Linked DNA regions of Zea mays: region 2 is linked to region 1. A link is a contact called in public Hi-C data. All regions are on one chromosome and are shown on one strand. The core of a region is the stretch at or near the end of the contact, and the rest is flanking DNA. Distances in the headings are between cores, read along the strand shown. Region 1 holds the start of LOC100383222. Region 2 has its middle 12 kb from the start of LOC100285481.

Region 1 (3,581 bases), core at 517-3,016:
AGGACAAATGCCGAGAGCTCTCATCTATTTTCGTCGAATTAGGGAGCTGTATCATCCTACATTCATTGCCTGAAACAAACTGAGCAAGCTCTTGATACAGGTCGTGCATAACAAACTTCCCTTCGCTGAGAGCATGAGATGGGGAAGGGTGGAAGAAGCACCTTGACACCAAGTCATTGAAGTAACCATTGGCGATCGCTTCAAGGCTGCAGTCTCCTTCAGCATCCACAAAGCCCTGCGCAGTCCACAGCTGGACTAGCAGATCTTTGTCGAACACGAAGCCCTTTGGAAACAATGAACAAAACGCGAAGCTGCGCTTCAGCGGCATGGACAGGTGGTCGTAGCTCACCTTCAGCACCGGCAGTACCAGGTTCTTCACCTCATTGTCAGCCCACAAGTCGTTATTCAGGACTTCATTCCAGTGCTCCCAGACGGCTGAAGTGCTCAGGACGCTACCAGCTGCCTCTGCCGCCAATGGCAAGCCGTGGCATTTCTTGGCGATCCTCTCACCGATCTCAACGAGTTCTTTGTGGACGTTGGCACCGCTATTTGGCAGTGCCCGTCGCTGGCATACAAGCCAGCAGTCTTCATCTGACAAGCATTTGAGATGATACACCTTGGTGCTCACCATCCTGGCAACCTTGTTGCTCCTCGTCGTCACGGCAACCGCACTCCCTGGCGCGCAGTGGCTCAGCGGGGCCGTCAGGCTGTTCCAGTGGCTGGGATTGTCATCCCACACGTCGTCAAGAACGATCAAGCACCTCTTCCCGGCAAGGTGCTCAACTATGAGCTCATGAAGCGTGCTCAGCTCGCCGCACTCCGGGCGCGATCTGGTGATCGCCTCAACAATCTTGCGGGTCACGCTGACAACGTCAAAATCCTGGGAGACCCAAACCCAGCGCGTCAGTTCAAAGCACGACTTCACCGTCTCCATGCCGCAGACGTGCTGCATCAGAGCAGTCTTGCCGACGCCGGCCATCCCGACGATGGGCACGACGGCGTAGCTCGTCCCGCCGTCCGGATCCCCGAGGACCAGCGCGGCGACCCTCTCGACGTCGCCATGCCTCCCGTGGAGGCGCTCGGTACGGGGAAGCACGCTGCTTGGCACGAGCGGGCTGGCCGCGGGCCGGGGCGCGCAGCCGCCGTCGCCTGGCCGCAGCCGGAGCGTCTTCCTGTCCGACGCGATCTCTTCGTACCTCGCCCAGACGTCGTCGATCTTGCGGCGGAGCCGCCTCGCGGGCGGGGGCGCGAACAGCAGCGCCACCTCCCGGCGCTGCTTCCGCGTCGTGGCGGCGTAGAGCAAGTCTTGCTTGAGCTCCTCCAGCTGCGCCGAGCGGCGGGACTCGTACTCCAGCTCCTCGACCACATCCTCGGCCCGGTTCTCGAGGTCGCCGAGCTCGGCCAGCCACAGCTGGACGGAGCAATCGGTGACGGACAGGCTCTCGGCGTCGCGGAGGGTGGCGCGGATCCGCCGCAGTTTGGACTTGAGCGCCATCAGCTCGTCGTCGTTGACGGTGGTCGGCTCGGTCGCCCGCCCGAATGGCTCCAGCAGTGGCGACGCGAGCTTCTTGGACTTGACTGCAAAGTGAAGCAGCGCATCTCGCAGAGTGTGGATGATGGTCGTCGTCTTCTCTCCATTGTTGTCCATTGCCGGATCAGTACGTGGCGCGAGAACTCGATGGTTGGTTTGGAGATTGGATTAGTAGAGAATCAGCTGTTGGTGGCTTGGTGCGTATTGCGTAAAGCTGCTGTGACTGTGAGGCTGAGAACGAGGAGGGGTTTGGCTGACACCTGACAGCTCCCGCAAGCGTTGACGAAGACTTCGCTTGGTTGGCACGGAGAGGCTCAGTACTCGAATGGCCCCACCACTTTATCTTCTACTAGAGGAGCTAAAGAAAATGGACCGACGCTCGCGTGCTGGTGCCCGCGCGCTAACACTTTAGATTGTTTATTTCTTATCCTACAATTTTCACTCTATGATAAATCGATACACGAAGACCAAGGTGTTACGACCGTCTATTATATATGCTTCTGAACTTAATAACATTAGTATATGTTTCTATCTCAAAACAAATAACATAGTCTTAAGGGAAATTAGTGAAATTTATGACCTATTAATCTAGAATCATATGCGCGTTCTATTAAACCCAGTACGTGATTTCAGATCATGTTGGGTGGAAGTCCAAGTCCTCAGTGAGAGGAGTTGCAAGCATTTGCTCTCTATGTATATGCTCAAGTTTATCTGTTTGATCATGTACTTTCTTATTTATATCATAATGCTTAATATAGTATAAAATCGGATGGCATACCAGGAATTTTTCCTAATATCAACCTGTTTGATGGCAGCACTTGACTTTTTATTATAGGAGTAACATACTGTTAGTTCATTATCGAAGTATAGCTCCGGTGACTTTGATATGTTTTCTATTCTTTTAAATAAAGTATAAATTTGTTCAGCCACCTAGTTTGTTAGGTTGTTTCATAACATATAATAAACTCAACATATATTATCGACGATACCGTGATTGTTTGATTTGAGCTTTTCCATGATATAGCTCGTCCTGCGAGTGTGAATATGTAATCTGTCACACCCAGTTTTGGAAGGCAAACTGAATACGAACCATGTACGTGGCAGGATCAGAAACTCACGTACACAACAGTTACATAATTAGACATCATCACACATTGCTCAAAGTAAATAGCGGAAATAATACTTTATTACATCAAGATGTCCAAGACATCCACAAAGTCATTAACATAACATTGTCATTAATATTATCAAAGTGCGGAAAAGCGAACATAGCAGATAAGGCCTTCATAGGCAGCTGACTGTGGATTTTCCACTAACATAACTAAAACTCGACCTAGTCCTAAAACTCCTCAAAGTCCTCTACGTTGACTGTATCTCCTCCTGAGCACTGAATACAGTGGGGATAACCTGGGTGGGGGTGGTTTTTAAAGCAAGGGTGAGTACACATCAACGTACTCAGCAAATGTCTCGTTTGACTAAAGTGGACTAGCTGTATGTAGAGTTAAGGTTAAGCAGTTGTTTTTAGTTGGTCAGGTATTTATTACCTAGTAGTAAAGCCATGTTTTAGCAATAAACCTAGTTATTACCCAAAAGTACTCCCTCCAAGTGGAAATACCAGAGATCAGAGTTATATTTATCATCATTAACCATAATCATAAAAGTATCCAAAGTTCTTCTAATCAAAGAGGATTCCAAAGTTGCTCTTAACCGGGAGCACGACTGATATACCAGTTTCTAACACTCTGCAGAGGTTGCACACTTTACCCACGAGTCGTGATCCTTTTTTGCCTCGGGTCGATCAAACCCTCAAACATTACCAAGGTGAGTAGGCAAGGTTTCACTACGTAGCCTTTACAAAGATTCCCTAGAGGTCATAGCAGCCCATTAGATTTCTCCAGTTTGATAAACACAGTACTTCTCCCCACAAGAAGGGTGACTAGCAAAATCAAATCGAAAGAATCTCAGCAACCAGTCTCGGTAGAGCAAGTACTGTGCCCGGACCCCATTGATGGCCCTACGGTGAAGCCAACTACACCTCAAGTTCCTCTAA
Region 2 (3,581 bases), core at 652-3,151, 110 kb after region 1:
ATGCTAGGAAGAGATGACAACAAACGATGAGAGGGAGATATTACCGACAACAATGCAATGAAGCCCCTCAACCACGTCATCCCGCAGCTTTGCGGTGGCCACCAAGTTCGACGAGGAATCACACGCCTATTGAGCGATCCCGCTGTAGGAAATGGTGACGCCTAAGAGGAGAATAATTAGGACTTCTAAAAAATATCTCTAAACTAGGCAACAAATAAATCCCTAGAACAAAACCTATGCAAATAATCAATCTAGAATGTGCAAACTCAGTTTTGTCTATGTTGCTATCTCTACCGCAAAAAGGAGTTGTGTAACCTAAGTTCCAATCCTAAAAATTCTACACTAAGAATAGTAAAGATTGTAACTTAAGTAGAGAGAGTAAATGCGGAAGATTAAGGAGCTAGTAGATAAAGCAAACTCTCGTCGATGACGCCGGTATTTTTACCAAGGTATCCAAAACCACGCAAGGTCCCGACTAATCCTTGTTGGTGCCCCTACACAAAGGGTATCCTACGCGAGGGCCAAGAACCACGGTCGAATAACTCTATAGAGAGCCACGGGCCTTCTCCACGCGCAAGTGGTGCTCCACTTCCGGCTCCTCTCGGACGCTCCCTGCCGTCTCCACTATCGAGCTTTCGTTTGAAACGCCGCGAGCCTCGTTCTCTCCAGTACAAGGTGGTGGCCGTGACACAAACTCGGTTGTCACGATCTCGCAAGACTCTCGTCCCACTCGGTACAATATTACAACGACTCGCACAAGAGCCGAGGGGTTTTGTGGGTTTTTCTAAACTCACTCAACTAACTAGGAACAACCTTGAGCAAGCGCATAAGCGGTCTAACTAACCTAAGCACTACGCAAAGCACCTACACTAATCACCGAGTGATTCTATTAAGCACTTGGGTGTATGAGCACTTGGAAATGTCTATAACATGTGTTGGTATGTTACTTGAGCTCCCACACCTTCAAATGGTCGGTTGGGTGATGTATATATAGGCCCCAACTCGAAACTAGCTGATAGAGAAAAATTGCTGCTCTCTATGGTACACCGGACAGTCTAGTGTTGTGTCTGGTGCCCCACAAGCCATTGGATATGAACGCTGTAGGTGATCGTTGCCGCGTGTCAGCCTTGCACCAGACAGTCCGGTGGCTCTCCTCCATAGTGCCACCAGGAGCTAGTCGTTGGGCTGCAGTTCCCTGGTGCACTAAACAGTCCGTCGGGTGGCATCAGACTGTTAGGTGTGCCACCGGACAGTCCGCTGCTCTCAGCCGGACGGTCCGTGAGTGGCTACACTTTCTTTAAGTATTGAACTTTGCTTGATACTTGTTGATCTTCACTTATGATCTTCATAATGTTTTTTGAGGTGTTGCTTCCTCAATGCCTTAGTCCAAGTTACTTTAACATCCTATAAACTACAAATACAAACACATTAGTCTACATATTATGTTGATTATTAACCACCAAAATCATTTAGTTAAATGGGCTGAGGTCCATTTTCCTTACACCCGCGCACCGCCACGCGGACAACCTTCCCGTCTTCGGTTGAACCCACTGGACTCACTGCCAACGTCGAACCCGTGGTGTTGGGGATAAGCAACTGCGGCGGCGGCACACCTCCCTTCTCTTCCACGCTCGGCTATGGCGGCTATCACGACGAGGTGCAGACTCTAGCCAACATATGGGTTGACGCCGCAATGCTCGCAGATATATAGGCCCGGACGAAGTGATTTGGATCCTAACCGAATCCCACCCCACAAATTCTATTTCAAGCTCGTTGCTGCGACGCTGCATCGATGGTGAAGCGGAGCTGACCTCTCGGTCCCACGCGACGGTGACAGATGATGGTGTGTGCATGGCGGTGACAGAAGATAAGGCGCGGAGTGCGCGCAGAGCGACTGGCGACCGGGGCCTAGCTGTTGCGCTCCGAGGCTGGGTTGGGTGCATGCACGAGGTAAGCTGGGCCTTGGATGGGTTCTGGCCCAACGTGAAGTTTTCTTTTTCTTTCTTTTATCTCTTGTTTTTATTTTCTATTTCTTTTTCCTATCATTATTATTTTTAAATCTGAACTCAAATTAAAATATGATTTGAATCCTTAATTTCAAATTAAATGCAACACAAAAAAAATCCAGCATGGGATGTATACTTACATATCTTTATTCATTAATTGATTAAAACAATTAGATATGATGGTGTGCATGTATGTTAAATAATTAAAAGATCCGCATAATATATAGCTAACTATTTTCCCACTTTATTTAACAAAAAAACTGGGCATTACAGTTGTACACCCGTGTAAGTATTTATTCTGCAGACATACTCTAGCTAGATGTTCTTCAATTGCTAGTAAGAAATTACCTAACAAAACTGCAGGATCCGATGATCACAAAAAAGTTCATGCCAACTCTGCATATTCACTTCCATAGCATGAGTGAAGCATATGATCTCTATGAGACGTACGCTGTGTTATTTGGATTTAACATGAGGAAAAATAGGAAGAGAAACGGTGGCCGAGCGCAAGATTTTGAATGCTCATTTGCTGATAAAATTACTCATAGTAGAGGATCAGACCGTGATCATGGAAAAACAAGCAAAAAAGGAATGCAAAGCAATGCTGTGCGCAATGAACACGAGAGACGGGGTCGTGTTTTTTTTTTTAAAAAAAAGGTCATACTCGAGCACAACCATGTCCTCACTAGGCCCTCCACAATGACAAAACAGACACTACCGGAACCGACGGCTTTGCCGAGTGCCTGAAGCACTCGGCAAAGCCTTAAAAACACTCGGCAAACTCTTTGCCGAGTGTCGCACTCGACAAAGAGGGCTCGGCATACAGCGCATTGGCAAAGCCGTCTTTGCCGATTACTTTTTCTTGGGCACTCGGCAAAGTGGTTTGCCGAGTGCCAGAGAGCACTCAGCAAAGAAAAGCAGCCGTTACGGCGACGGGTGACGGAGACGGAGTCTTTGCCGAGTATTCCAGGCGACACTCGGCAAAGGAGTTACGTTTGCCGAGTGTCTGACTGACAGCACTCGGCAAAGAATCCGCTAGAGGGGTCCCCATGTCAGGTACTTTGTCGAGTGCTTGATATGGCACTCGGCAAAGCGTGCTTCTTTGCCGAGTGCCAGAGCCACTACACTCGGCAAAGAACCTATACCGGTGCCCAGGTCTTGGTTCTTTGTCGAGTGCTATGGTTCTGACATTCGGCAAAGCACTTCTTTACCGAGTGTTACACTCGGCAAAGTGACCAGTACACACCTTTTTTATTTGTTTTCCCTATTCCATCCAAACAAACAAAAGATATTTCACAGATATCACATATATACATCACAGATCATCACAGACATATATAGCCAACACAAACAATATTAACACAAATTCTGACATAAGTTGAGAGGTTCTCAACACAAACAGTATTAACAGAAGTTTAGAAGTATCAACACAAGTTCACAAGCTCTGACAAGTATTCAACATAAGTTTTGTGTTCGAAACACTAAAAACATAACTCTCATGGAGGTGGGCGGTTGGACTGGTGCTGCGTTGGGCTGAACCCTTCATGAGGGTTGTTGGATGCCGCCCCAGATTGG

What was found. A called contact is a pair of places that touch in the nucleus more often than the background predicts.
Region 2: a Hi-C map of leaf mesophyll shows a contact between it and region 1, with 4 times the contacts expected there. The contact joins the enhancer-like site here to the promoter of LOC100383222 in region 1. A contact is called at or near these places in 7 of 25 Hi-C or Micro-C datasets (bundle sheath, ear, leaf and 2 more).

Annotation. Positions count from the first base shown.
Region 1 is chr7:29,258,929-29,262,509 of Zm-B73-REFERENCE-NAM-5.0, forward strand. It overlaps LOC100383222, which reads right to left and starts at 1,767. Exons shown (of 3, transcript NM_001175884.1): 1 at 1-1,767. The coding sequence starts at 1,648. LOC103632191 reads left to right here. Exons shown (of 7, transcript XR_002263601.3): 7 at 1-2,022.
Region 2 is chr7:29,371,505-29,375,085 of Zm-B73-REFERENCE-NAM-5.0, forward strand. No RefSeq gene overlaps it. Among protein-coding and RNA genes, the nearest start is that of LOC100285481, 12 kb to the right of the region's middle. Within about 2 kb of position 1,902, at least 17 of the 20 cell types and tissues checked have an H3K27ac peak or open chromatin away from gene starts, as enhancers often do. A contact at or near this core is called in bundle sheath, ear, leaf and 2 more, where this site is marked.